Linked DNA regions of Columba livia: region 1 is linked to region 2. A link is a contact called in public Hi-C data. All regions are on one chromosome and are shown on one strand. The core of a region is the stretch at or near the end of the contact, and the rest is flanking DNA. Distances in the headings are between cores, read along the strand shown. Region 1 overlaps SPECC1 (sperm antigen with calponin homology and coiled-coil domains 1). Region 2 overlaps CENPV (centromere protein V).

Region 1 (7,256 bases), core at 177-2,676, 200 kb before region 2:
TGTAAAATTGAATCAAAGTACTTCTCTGATTTCATTGGCACTGGATTGCTTGAAGAGGACTTGATTTGATTTTTCTGTGATTCTCACAGACTGCCACTAGTGGATTGACAAATCTTGGATACTTTCATTATTTTTGATATGTTCCCATGCTGTATCTCCAAGCAATTTGAGCATGATTGTTAAATATTATATAAAAGAGGATCTTTGATAATAGACACTGCTGGATTTTCCATGCATAAACTTAATTCCTGTAATCCAAACTAGACATGTGTTCGCAGATGTCTTTTGAAATGTTCCATCTACTATAATTCATGGGGCAGTGATGTTTTTCAATACGCATCAATAGATGTGGATTGCATGTTCTGAGGCAGAGTCCTCTGTCCTTGTGTGATCTGTGCTCATCGGTCAGTTCTCCCAGGCTATAGAATTACAGCAGAACTCCTGTTTTCTGACCTTTTAATCAGTCTGCGTAGCACACAATTAACAAGCTGTATATTTTTATCAACGACAATTTAAAGGTAAAGTTCTTGCAGGCTAATTTGATTTTGATGATTGGAAAAATATACCCTTGGGAAAATGTAAAGCTAACAGGAGTTTTCAGGGTCCAGTTCTGGGCATGTATAGGCAGTGACTGGGATTAAACAAGGACATGCACTCTTCCATTGGTTACCAACATGAAAGAACTGTGTAGTTTTAGTGTCTTGGCTGGAATTTGTCCAGTTGCTTAGGAAAAATATTAGGGGCTTCTGCCTCGGAACATTGCAATAGGGTTCTTGAATTCGGCAGAAAAACCTGTAAGGCTATTTGGTTTTCTTACAGCCTTTTATTTTTGACCTGTTTGCAGGTAGGTCATCTTGCCTTTTACCTTAATGGTTTCTTTTAGGGATGTTTGAGCAAAAGCATCTTGCACAAATGTTTCGAAAGGACTGTGTAAAGCAAATCTGAGCATGGCAAGGTAATGCTTTTGAAATGCCATAGAGAAAAAGGCAGAAACTGACCATATTGCCTGCCTGATCATCACTGTTTGAACTGTCTCTGACCAGTCCAAATGACTGGAGAAATCTCATCCTGTACTAAGGATAGAAAGCTCTTTTAATTAATACAAACGAAGTAAAATGCAAAAGTGGTTTCTTACCTCCATCTGGAAGATATTCTTTGTATTTTTCGCACCCTAAAGGTCTTTTGCATTTCGACATTGCAGCATTTATACTGAAGATGTAGAAATCCTTATAATACCATATAATTATGCCTCATGTAATCAGTTTTGTAGGGATTGTTTCTACAAGGGTGTGGATAATGATGATTTCATTGGCAGGAACCTGGTTCTCTGCTAGACAGGGAAGAGAAAGACCTTCAAAAGTGTATCTGAGTATTTATTCTCATAGACAAAACCACATATGATTCCTGAAGTAAAGCAGAGGTAATACCTTTGTATAATGGAGGACTGTGTGCAGAAGACAGCCTGTTTTCAACTGTCTAAAACAATGTACAGATATATTTCATATGTTTCCAGGCCGCCTAAAGTACATGGCAGCAACTTTACTTAACCCAAAGCTGAATATCCGTTTGGGTATCCATTGGTCCTGAGTTTACAATCTATCTTGAGCCAAGGTGGGAGGCACAAAGCTCTGATTGTGTTTCTCCAGGCCTGAGGTGAGGATGAGGATGGAGGCATCAGAAGGAAGGAGACACAGTGCTCTTTGAAAGACTGAGGATATTTCCACAACCCTTATCTTCCAGATCTTGAGAAATGCTGCTTTCATAAAGCCTTGTTGAGTTTGAAGAATGGACTAATCATGTTAGAAATTACTCTCAGCCTCCTCCACACATAGTTTCTTTGAGGCTGCTTGACTGTGGAAAATCTTTGACTGATCTTTTAATTAAAAGCCCCTTTATTTTTCCTTCCCCACCAAGGAGTTGAAGCTCTTCCTGCTTTGAAGTGGGCAACTTTTTATAGATAAACATCTCATTAAGTTATGAGATTTCTTCCTCTCTCCCCTTCTGTCCCATTTCTTGATGTGTCTCCTCCAGCGTTGATAGTTTTAATGATTTCAGCCCAGTTCCCAGTTTCAGCTATTCAGGACAGTGTGAACTGTCTCCCTTATTGCTATACCAGGCAGAGCTAAAGCTCTGGATGAGCTGTGGAAACTAAATTGCAGTCCTCTCCCCACCCCCTCACTGAAGCAGGCTGGAAACAACAATAAAACTGGGTTTATTATGTGGTCATCACATTTTAGTAAACAAAAGGCAGTTGGAATACCAGTGCAATGCACACTGGTTAATTAGCATTAAGCAAACAATTTTTAAAAAAGCCTCTAGCTTTTAAGTTCTCCCCTCTGTTTTAGGAGAGGAGGAACCTCCTTTTGCGTTTATTTTCGATCCCTTTTTCTCCACTCTTTCTGGATTGGAGAATTCACGAGGAAAGAAGTTCTTTTGGCTCAGTCAGTCCTGGCCTTTTGGCCAAGCGTGGGGCAGCATTCCTGAACTGGAGGGTTCAGGTCATGGTTTCTTAATACAAAGCACTCACCAGCAGTGCTGTGCAAAGGCATTTGCTGCTGCTCCATTCCTCTGTAGCGGCTGCTGCTCACTCAGCAGCGCAAGCCGAAGTGTTTGTGGGCAGGACATTGAATTAGATCAGGATCTGCCTTTAACAAAGCAAAAGTGGAGGAAAAAATGAGCAGATATTTTTATAGCCAAATTGGTTCCGTGATTCAATTCACAGCATGGCCTCATGAACAGTTAAATAAACAGGATGATTAAGTTATCCTTTTAAGTGTGCAAATATTGATATCAAGCATTTTTCCACTTAAAATTGGGTTTTGGTTACTTTTTGTGCTTATAGCTGTAACGTGAGGTGGATTTTGGTAGCCTGGAGGAGTGATCCACAGCACCCGACTTGTCTGGAAGGAACAGGGTTCCTTTTACTTCCCTTTTGCTTTCTTGCGCCAGGAGGTTTTAGGTAACTCCTATGGATATTTTCCTCAGGTGTTGTTTTGACCAGAAATTGTCTAAAAAATAAAAACGTCAGAATAGTCTGACTTAAAATTCACTTTGCTGTAAGTATGAGGTGATAATACCTGATCTTATCTCATTTTGACAGGTGCGTAGGCAGGAAATGTTCCACAACAGAGTTGGGAGGTATCACAGTACACAGAAATACCTATAATTTTGTTGTGCTAGTATCACAAATATACAAAGTCAAGGGCCCTCTTAAGGCATATAAAATTAGATTTTTTCAATAAACTCTGATGGTTGTGGAAATTGTCAAGCTGGATAAAAAGAAGCAGCAAGTAGAGATGACTTTATTTTTAAAAAGGAAAATTCTGGATTTCTGTAACTTCCGCCAGATTAATTTTGCGATAGTGCTACATACAGAAAGTTTTAGTCATTCTTTTTTTGGGGGTAGACAAGGGGTATAGTTAGCAAGTGACTAAAGTGTTTGGCAGGCCCGCTGGTATTAACGGTTCCCAAAAAAGTAGGTTTGATTTTACCGGGGGGACATTCCAGTGAGTGTATGATATAGAGTTTCTCTGAACATTTGCTAGACCATTTGCTTTGGATGTCTCTGTGTTTGTTATGCCAGGTTGCTGGGTACTCTAGAAATCCAAAGCAGTGATTGCAATTGCACTTGTGTTCTGCACCTGTGTTGGCAGACGGGATGTACATTGGGGTTTTGGATCCCTCATTGCAGAGGTGAATGCAGTGGTACCCTCACAGTTCTCTCTGTGCCTGCGGTTGTGGCACAGTGAAGCCCCTTGAATGCTTCTTGACTCTTGATTTAAAAGGGAAATTCGCATTTGTGAAAGCAGTGACTGGGCATGCTAGCTAAGGATACATATGCACAGAACAATTCTTGCCTCCTCTTAGCTTTGCCAATGTACTTCAGAGATGTATCTTTGGTACTTAGGCTTCTGAGTAAAAGTTTCCTCTTATGATAACAACCTGCACTGTTTTTGTAGTGGGTAAAAAACTGTATTATACGTGACACGGGCATATCCAAGACTCAGTTTTCATTTTAGGCTTAAACATTCAGAAAACCCAAGTAGATGGTGTGAGAAGATTTCAGAGGAACTCTTCTGTGTGGACACTGGCATGTTTCTCTGAGTAGAGATTTTAACTACTGCTGTTCTTCAGAGAGGAATTGTATGTGAACAGTCCCATAAAGAGGAAAGAAAGTCAGCTGAAATTCACAATGAGACTTTGTGAACAGGATTTGATCAGATCTCCACTCATTTGCATTCTGAATGCAACCTTGTTTCCACTGCAATAGCATTGAGATGTGACAGTGTGAACTTGAGCTTCAGTGCCTGTGTCTGTGCTAGGAGCTTGGAACCAGCAGATGCCGAGAAGAGCTGAGCTTTTTGTGTTTTAATACTTTTTTGGAAGACTTAGATGGGATTTTTCTATGTAAGAAAGAACAAGATGAGTTATTGATCAGGTTGAATCCAACAAGTTGAAAATTAAATATTTGTGATTTTAAGAAATTCCTTAACTGGGTAGCAGAGATTCCCTGAGCACCTTATTTTCTAAAATCACTATATAACTTACTGTAGGGGACAGGGTAAATAGAGCCTTTGAGGATTCTAAGGGTACTGGACAGTACATCTGTACACTTTTTCTTGTTTTTGATGCCAAAATTTGAGCTAAATGGAGATGCTTCAAATATAAGGTCGTTCCTCCTATTGGGTTACATTCCTACCATGGGAGAGTCTCTTTTAGTGGCCACCCTTCAAAAGAATGTCCTACCAGCAGTTCATCTGCAGATTTAAGTTGATGACAAGTAGTTTTGTCATTACTTAGTTTTTGAGTTACCAATAGTGCTTTTTCTCATGTACTTCTTGCACCCCAGATCTCTAGACTCATATCATCTAATTAAAACAAAAAATAAGCCAAACTTTACAAAGTCTTCAGCTCTAATGTCAGTTGTCTTTGTAGTCTTAAATAATGAATTGCTCAGATCAAGATGCTTATTAATGCTTTTTCTTTGGAATCTCTTGTAGTGTAACTTTTCATATGCAGGTATCTGTTGTTCCCTAATACTTTGTAACTTTTGATTCTTTCTTAGGTCTCTCACTCCTTTGTGTAGCTATCAGTACTTTTAGTCTCAGTGTTTAAGGGAGTAGAAGGCCTTATTTGAGCAGATGCTTCTCTGTAATTAGTGTTAATTATCAAAACCACCTTTGTTTTGTAGCCATCTCCTTGTCTTTTTTAAAGCTGGGTGGAGTCCAAGTGAACCTTCCCAAAGCGCTGCTGACCTCTAAAGGTGTTGGCTCCATGACTAATACTCCACAAACAGACTAATTCTGGAGCACCATGGCTGGCCAAGCCTAGGTTTGCTTTGTTTGTTGTTGTGTGAAGACCAGGTAGTAGAGAACATTGTCTTTCTACAGGACAACCCTAAAAGAAATGGAAAAGGGTATGCTCTTCTGAATTATTGAGGATTATTCCAAGTAGTGTCTAGCACCGTGGTCACTGTAAAATGCTGCCGGCTAACCCATTCAACTCATTCCCTTTGTGTATCAAGCAGATCAAGCTGTAATAGTTTGTCACAGTACAGCAGTGTCATTCTTTATCCTGATTTGTATCAAAGCTGATGGTGGGCCAGAAGTTTGACATTTTGCTCTCAAATATGAAGTTCTAAACAGCTTAAGCAGTTTTGAAAATAGCAGTAGGTACCTCTTTTGAAAATCTGGCCTTCGGCATCCAATCCCATCCTCATTCCAGCCCCCAAGAAGCACTTAGAAATGATTCAGATATTCTTTGTAGGTTGATTTAGTCACTTGCGTCTGTTCAGTATTTGTTATCAAACTGCATTACTGTTAGCGTGTCTTTGTGTAGGTATCTGTATGAAAGAGCACGGCAGCATGAGTGAGAGTTGTTGTATCTGCCCTACTTTTCAGCAGTTATGTTTGCTTTTTCTCGTGCTGCCATTAAATTTATCAGTGTTGCTCGTTCATTACAATATCAGATGATCTCTGGTTAGCAGGGAAGTTGTTTAACAGTTTCATTTGCTTAAACAAAGGGGAAAAAAGAGCAGGGAAAAATAGGGCATTTCAGTGAAGCAGGTATGTGTGCAAAACTCAATCTTTTAATTAAAAAGTACTTTAAAGAGTCAAACGTACATCAATCTTTTTGTGCTTTATAGCCATTTCCCAAAGGACATTCCTGGTTCACTCTTAATCGTTCTCAATATCGATCTCAGGAGCAATGCTGGAGCAGGGTATGTGATCTGCCCAGTCCCCTGGGCTTTCAGTTAAGCTTTGAGCTCTTAGTGGCTTAACCCCTTTAGGAAAATGGATTTTAAGCACCATGTTAATTAGGTTCTTGAAAACTTTACTCTGAGATGACAAAGGAAGACAGAAAATATGGCTGAGCTCCCTGTAACATGTACCTCTTTATCACCGGGGCTCAACAGAGAATGCAATAGCTCCAAGCTAATACCATCTTTGCTGATCTGGCTGTGACTAAATTGATACTGACAATGTCACGAAGTCACATATTAATGCATTCTGTTTCGTTGTTTGTTGTGTGGTACTTGGGTACTGCAGGAATTCTGAAGATGGCACATAAAAGCTGCTATTGCATGCCTTGTAACACCAGCCTGTAAAAGTGTTGTGAAAGTCTGACTGTTCAGTTCAATGTCTAGTGCCATTCTAGATGTCTTCAGACACCCCAGTTGCTCTGTCTGCCTCTCGAGCAAAGGACGGGTCTCCCACAGGTACTGTCTAATCTTTCAGATCTGTGAAGGGGCATCTGAAATGGCACTAGACATCTGTATTTTGACTTCCTACATTAGGCATCATAAACCACATGTGATTAAGGTATGTCTGTGACCCAGATTTGTTTTGCATAAGAAGTTCCAAGTTGGCTAAAAATAGTAATGGGACCTTACACAGGCAAGACTGGGCACATGTGAGTACATGGCTGCGTTACCTGTCTGCTGAACGTTACCAGCACTGCTGCGGATCCTCTGCAGGATCGCAGCAAACCCGAGTCAGTGCAGTCCTGCTGAGTGCAGGATCTACCCGAGTCACAGCCAGAGGATAAGCTGAAAACCAAAACTGATAAGACCTCTTTCAGCTGAATCACATGTGATAGAGCACAGTACAATTGTATGGGGAGGTTTAATAACTCGTTTTATTTGCTGTACAAGCATGAGCTGTAAATAATATTCTCCTTGCTTAGCCGTTCTGCTAAATGCTTTCAGTCCACTTGATTTATACTAACCTTTCCCTCAAGGTATTGCAGGAATCACT
Region 2 (6,465 bases), core at 2,783-5,282:
AACACAACAGGCTTTTTATAATCTGTAATCAAGTTCTCCAGCCCAGGCACAAGCACACAGGCTTGTTTAAAGAGACCGAGGCAGCTGCTGATGTGCATGCACAGCTCCTGCTGGCCCCATCCAGCGACAACCAGCGCTCTTCCGACAGAGCGGTGTGCTGCCGTCTGTCAGGAGCCGTGCAAGCCCTCACACACACAGATCTGCTGGTAACCTTCTCATTCTAGGCATGCTTGCTGCATAAGTGATTTGGAAGAAGAAAGCCAAGCCGAACAGGCTGCAGGCTTCACGTGCTTCTATTCTAGGCCTAATCCACGAGCTATATTGATTTTGCCCTTTCTGCCACCCTAGAGAGGTTGTATTACACTGTTAATCCTGTCCTGCCCAGGTCACAGTCACCACGGGCTAGGAAAAGCTTCACCTGCTGGTGTCACAGGAGTGGACTCATGAATGGCAGCACTTCTCTTACCCTGCTTGGCAGGGAGCAGCCTGTTCTCTGAACCCTTTTCCATCTCACCCAGGATTGTACATTCCTTCCCTGCTTCATTTCATCTCATGTTCCCGTGCAAAGCAGCCTTTGCTGTCAGCAGGTGGAGATCCTTGTCATATCACGAACACGGAAGGCTCTTACAGCGCCTTTTGTCCGGTGAGGCTTGAATGCCATTGCTTCGCCTGATCTGACCGACAGGTCTCAGGAGGTCAGAGCGATCAATACTGAAGGCACTTGCAGTTGTTTTAAGCCCTTATTGCTGAGCTTTGGGGAACAAAAGGGCATAATTGCTGCATGAATTAGTATTTCTTAGGGAAAAACTTATGAAGAAAGGGAGAGTGTATTTTGTTAACAGAGCAGCCCAAGCCTCAAATGTTGGTGCTGGGTAACCCTGCACCAGACCTCTCCATCATTAGGAGTAGGAATTCATGTGGCATCCAGGAACGATGAGACCCATTGCCCCATATTTGCTCTAGCCCTGTCCTCCCCAGTAAGCACTGAAAAGCAAACAGGTGGCCAGTGGGAATGCTGACTGCAAGAGCAAGGAGATCCGTATCTGTTCCTTTCCTCAGCTGTGCCATTGTGCAGCACAATCAAATTCTTTTCTCTGGAACCAGCCCCCTGCTGAGCAGCCCAGCAGATCCCTGCAGAGAAGGTGGGGAAGAGTGGATCTCCTTCTCATGGCACATCACGAGTTTGCTTCCAAGTTTGCTACTTGGAAACAAGGGATGTCTTTAGAGGGAGTAAAAGAACCATCGAGGCACTTCCATGTGCAGCTGTGGCACTTGTCACTGCAGAGCATCGTTTGTAGTAACAAGCTGAAACTTTATGGCAGCTAAACAGCAACTGCTCCATCTGTCACTTGTCAAGGTGGACGCAAGCGAGACGGGAGCTCGGGCTGGCAGTTGGGAGGGACACAGGCCACGCTGGTCACACAGCTGCCTGCATTCCCCCACGGCCGAGGGACTCGCTGCAGGGAGCGTGGCGCTGCCATCGGCCCTTCCAGCTGGCATTGCACAGCTGCTGCTCGGCAGGGCCGGGCACCGTGACCTTGCAGGGGGTTGGGTGGCTGAGGCTGCGGTGGGACGGGAGCAGGGACGTGGTACAGCAGTGACACAGCTAGGACAGGGGGTGCCAAAAGTCACCCTGACCTGGCAGCTTGGGCCAGGGGCTGTGGCTTTGGTGGATATCGCCATCTCCCGGCAGCTCCGGGCCTGCAGTGAATGTCGGTGAGCTTCAGGAGGGCTTTTCTTACAAAGAGACTGTTGGTTTGAAATATTTATCCTCTTTCTCTGTCTAGGGTGCCGTGTGCTCGTGCTTGAATCGGTAAATCTCTTCCGGAAGTACATCTCCGTCCTGGATGTGCCCCTGTCCTGCCTCCTGCCCAGAGATGCACTCTTCATCCTCACAGAGGAGGAGACTGAACAAGCCAGGGTGAGATGTGTGGTACCTGCTTAACCTGATTGAGTAGCTCATCATCATTGTGAAGACCTTAGTCAGAAATGTTATATTCATAGAGATCTTCATATATAATTATATACATGGATTATAAATGTCACTAATGAACTATCTTCAGTGATTTGTAAAACATGAATGGATGAGACAGGTTGCTTCATGTCCTATGTGGATACCTCGACAGGGCTGAGCAGATTTGCAGCTCAGAGATCTTCAGTAGTCACAGTGCACTGAGTTTTACACTCTGTCCAGATGTAGGATGTATTTCAAAAGAGACTGGATCCAACATAATATTCTGGACATGTGAGTGGTCTGTCACAGGACGACATGACTGCATGCCAGGAGCAGCGTCCCTGGATCAGAACTGTGATGGAGACAGCTCCTGAACTTGTGGTCCAAACCTCTTTACAAGTTCCCTTCTCTACTGTGTATTTTTTGAACAATTTTGCTGCGTGAGATCTCACACATTTAGTCTACAGTTCCCTATATCAGAATCTGATAAGCTCCCCTTCCATATCATGAAAATACTTGCCCAGCAAACAGTCCTGTTAATCCACAAATTACTGAACTTTCCTGCTTTTGAGGCTGCTAAAAGGTGGAAAAGTCTCTGATAAAGGTGTCGTTATTCCCTTGTGTTTTTTGCTTCTGAAATCTGACCTTTCTAAGCCGGCACACTATAAATAGATGAAGTTGCAGCTGGCAACATATGATCGGAAGCAGCGTGCAGAGTATTCCCAGATGCACACCTCTCAGGTTTCTGTGTCCCCAGCATGTGAACACCCAGGCGTGAGATCACATAGGGAGGAGGAGTTACATGTGACAAAGAAACTGTCACAGCCCTGATGTGCAGCTGGTAATGTCCTTTCTAGCAGGACCCCTCTGTGCACTGGGCAGCACAACACCAGTGACATAGTGGCCCCATAGAGCAGGCAGCCTTCTACCTGCCGCTGCTGCTTCCCGGCTCAGGGAAAGCAGGCTGGCCTATAAACTGGCAGTGAACCCCAAAGGAGGCCTAGGAAACTGCCCTCACATTACGTTCTTTTAATGCTTTCTCAACTGTTTCTCTTTCTAGAGAGCCATGCGGTGTCATCGCAGCCAGCTCCTCTGGTTTCGCCGCGTCTATATGCTTTTCTCACGTTATATGGTGATCAATTCACTCCGCCTTCTGTAAAAGAGACATCACTCACAGCGTCAGGAGTAAGAGAATGAGCAAAAAAAGACCATGCCAGGCCAAGGACTAAAGAAAACTCATCTGTTTCATGCTCAAGAGGACAGGATTCTCTTTGTGTAGCATTCTTTCAGACTGCAAAAAACAGGCTGTACAAACCTCCTTCTGAATATCTTGTCACCTGATATATTGAGATAAACAGGGCTTAATAACTACTCTGTTTTCTCACTGTGGAAGCTTAAATAGGATAAAAAATTTGGATTATCCTGATTAGGAGTCAAATGCAGAGTATTCTGCCTTAGAGAAGATACGGCACAGAGTATTTTTCTCCAAGAGGATATAGCTGCGAGGACTGCTTGGCAACTGTCTCTTGGTGCTTTTGTAAAACCCAGATATGAGGAGTAACTTTTCAAAGATCATGCTTCCTCCATGGATAAAACCAGAACCACAAGACCTGTCTTATTCAGGCAGAACTTTAAAAAGACAAAGCTTATGAATAAAACATCAGAAATCATACGAATTTCTCTAATTGCACTGATCTTTGCTGCTACTGCTGCTGCTTTCATATACATTGTGTTGCAGGCTCCACCTTTGTGGAGCATCCCTCATGAAACATGAGCATTTCTTGCTTCAGAACATGGGGCTTGAGATCAACTCACAAGAGTCTCAACAGGACATAAGAATGAGGTACAAGAGACCCAGAATGTAACTGGGTCTTCTATAGAACACAGGCAGAGACAAAAATTGCAAGAGATGTTTCAAAAGCTGTTCCACTTATGTAAAAGACAAGTGCAGGAGTTAAAGATCCTCTCCCCTTCTGTTAAAAGGTAAGTGAAGCAGCTTTCAGTGGTTTCATTTCTTAGTCTGTTTAGAGATTTTACTAGTGATCTGGGTTTCTGTGGGGTGATGGTGGAGCAAAGTCAGCACTACTCAGCATTTCTGGAGGCCTTTGCACTCACTGATTGGGGCTCACATCTCTCCTGGATCTACACAGCTGGTCATTGCACAGTCAGAGTCAGAGCCCAAACTGCCAGATCGTGATCTGTTGCTGTCAGCACATCCTCCTCCTAAGACAACAAACAACTTCCTGCTTGTACTGAAGTCTCTGCCCATTGCTATAAGAGTGTGACAGTGTTGAACTCTGTTCCCTGGCCATGAGTCAGTGCCTAAGTGTATGCCTTAAGACCATGAATAAGTCCAGGCTTAAGCAAAACACTACTTAATCACATGAACAACTTGAGTGGCCCCTCTCTTGCATACAGCTAAGCACCTGGGCAAATGCTTTACTGAGCTTGAGCCTGCTAAGCTCTTTCAGATCCCCTTTATATCCATCATCAATTTATTGAAGTCAATGGAGAAAAAACTGTGGAAGTTAGTATTATCTCCTAAGCGAGAGATTATCTTATATAGGACATTTCTATAAACCAGATTTGAAACACAGGGAAGCAAAGATTAGATTTTTTTCTTGTACTTTGCTCTGTTTATTGTGGTTTAAACTTTAGCACAGCTAAGGGCAAAGTACGGAAATAGCACCCCTGAGGTGGTTTATGGAACAGAGGTAGTTTGGAAAAAAGTCATAAACGAACAGCACAGGTGGCATAGAAAGATTTATTTAAGAAATAGAGAACAGATAACAATAGTGTAGAGATTGATTTTGCCAGCGCTCACCCAGGAAAACCCGGCCTAAGTTCCCCAGCAGTGCTGCACGGTCAGGTGCTGCAGGCTGTGTCAGGGTTTTGACATGTCTCTGATGCTCTTGTGCTCCTTCACCGCCTTCTCCCACTCCTTGCCATTGATATCCTCGGTGACGATGCTCTGCACAGTGCCATCATCCAGACAATGGGGAGCTATTCCTGGAGAGAGACAGGGCACACAGAAACCTGCTTTTCACAGCTGAAGTGTGGGAGATGCCCGCGCTGCTCTGTGGATGGGGCACCTCGGGATGGGAAAAGCTCAGCCCAGCTATTGCTGTAAGGCTGAGGCGCTCCAGTGAGGAACCTGTCATGGGCAGAAGCCCACAGGTCATAGATAACACTGAGGAGCTACAGGTCCAGATGTTTAGCACTTTAGGAACAAACTCTTAAGACACATGCTGTCACTGCTGTCATGTTAGCAGCCAGTGGAGTCTTTCTCCAAGGTCTGCTTGGTGGTTAGTTTTGGTTACCCTTTCTACCTACCATAACCATCTGGATTAGAACGAGGAGTATAAAAGCTCTGTACACCACAGGTCTTGCAGAATGTGTGCTGGGCACGATGCGTGTTGAAGGTGTATGTTGTCAAATTATCAGCACCCTAAGGAAATGAAAAGCAATGTAAGTTTTCCACATAAATAGATGTACTAATTACTTTCTGTGGGCCTGGAGCTAAGAAATGTAAAATTTAAAATACCACCTTTGTGTTTTTACTTGAGATACAGAGTTCTGCATTCATGCTCCTTGTCTGAACTCCTGTGCTTTGTATATACACGTGTCCATAACAGTCAAGATGCACTAACACACCCAACAGCATAAAATTCAGCCATTTCCCCCAGCCAGACATAGACAAACTTAGCATAGAAAAGTGGCTGCCACTTGCATCTTTGAAGATAACAGTGGGTTACACTGCTCATGTTCCTGGCTATGCTCTTACTGCATTCTTACTCTACCTTCAGCAGCTTGAAACGTGACGCTGGGACAATGAAGTGTCTGTTCTGTTTCTTTGTGCAAATGCTGCAACTGTGAAAGAAAAAGCAGAGCTCTGTAGAAGCAGCGGACAAGCCGTAATACAGCAATCAGATCTAGCACGGACCTCTTGACAACAGAAATTCCACTGACAGCTAAAATGGCTCCTGATTAGCAGCACAGAGGTAAGCGGCAAAAGTGGACTTGTGATATCAGTAGTGTTTGGCTGAGCACACCCATGGAACAGCCTGACCCCACACAGCTTCACCCATAAGGTGTTCTCATACACCAAACATTATATGCCATGTTTTCTTCACATATACAACTTGCGACAGACATAACAAGGACAAACTCTAGTCGGGGAAAAAACCACTTAATCTTTCAGACCAGACTTCACCAACTTTGCAAACAAGAAAGTAAGGTTCAGAAGTTTACCCATGAGCTAGGAACAAACTAGTTCCAGGCAAAGGTGGATCACTGTTGACATCAGACACCGTTGTAGTTTGAAGCACATGTGGTCAGAGATGTAACGGTCACATGAGAAGAGCAAGAAAGGACTGATGTGCTTTGAGCACACTGCACTTAGAGGAAACATAAACCAGATGGCTGAGCTCCTGTACTCGTTAGATCTCTCGTGACACGTTCTGTGTTAGCATGGATGTGAGACCTGAAGTCCTGCCCAAAGAAGCAGCTCC

The links. Hi-C and Micro-C count contacts between places; a contact is called where the count stands out from the background.
Region 1: a Hi-C map of crop shows a contact between it and region 2, with 2.3 times the contacts expected there. The contact joins two enhancer-like sites.

What each region holds. Positions count from the first base shown.
Region 1 is chr20:3,753,546-3,760,801 of bColLiv1.pat.W.v2, reverse strand. The region is part of intron 3 of SPECC1 (sperm antigen with calponin homology and coiled-coil domains 1); the gene reads left to right. Among named protein-coding and RNA genes, the nearest start is that of SPECC1, 35 kb to the left of the region's middle. Within about 2 kb of position 1,426, at least 1 of the 3 cell types and tissues checked has an H3K27ac peak away from gene starts, as active enhancers do.
Region 2 is chr20:3,558,273-3,564,737 of bColLiv1.pat.W.v2, reverse strand. It overlaps CENPV (centromere protein V), which reads right to left. Exons shown (of 5, transcript XM_065036395.1): 3 at 5,755-5,824; 4 at 5,288-5,402; 5 at 4,705-4,963. The coding sequence ends at 4,839. PIGL (phosphatidylinositol glycan anchor biosynthesis class L) reads left to right here. Exons shown (of 9, transcript XR_010467266.1): 8 at 1,788-1,921; 9 at 3,015-3,626. Among named protein-coding and RNA genes, the nearest start is that of CENPV, 4.8 kb to the right of the region's middle. Within about 2 kb of position 4,032, at least 1 of the 3 cell types and tissues checked has an H3K27ac peak away from gene starts, as active enhancers do.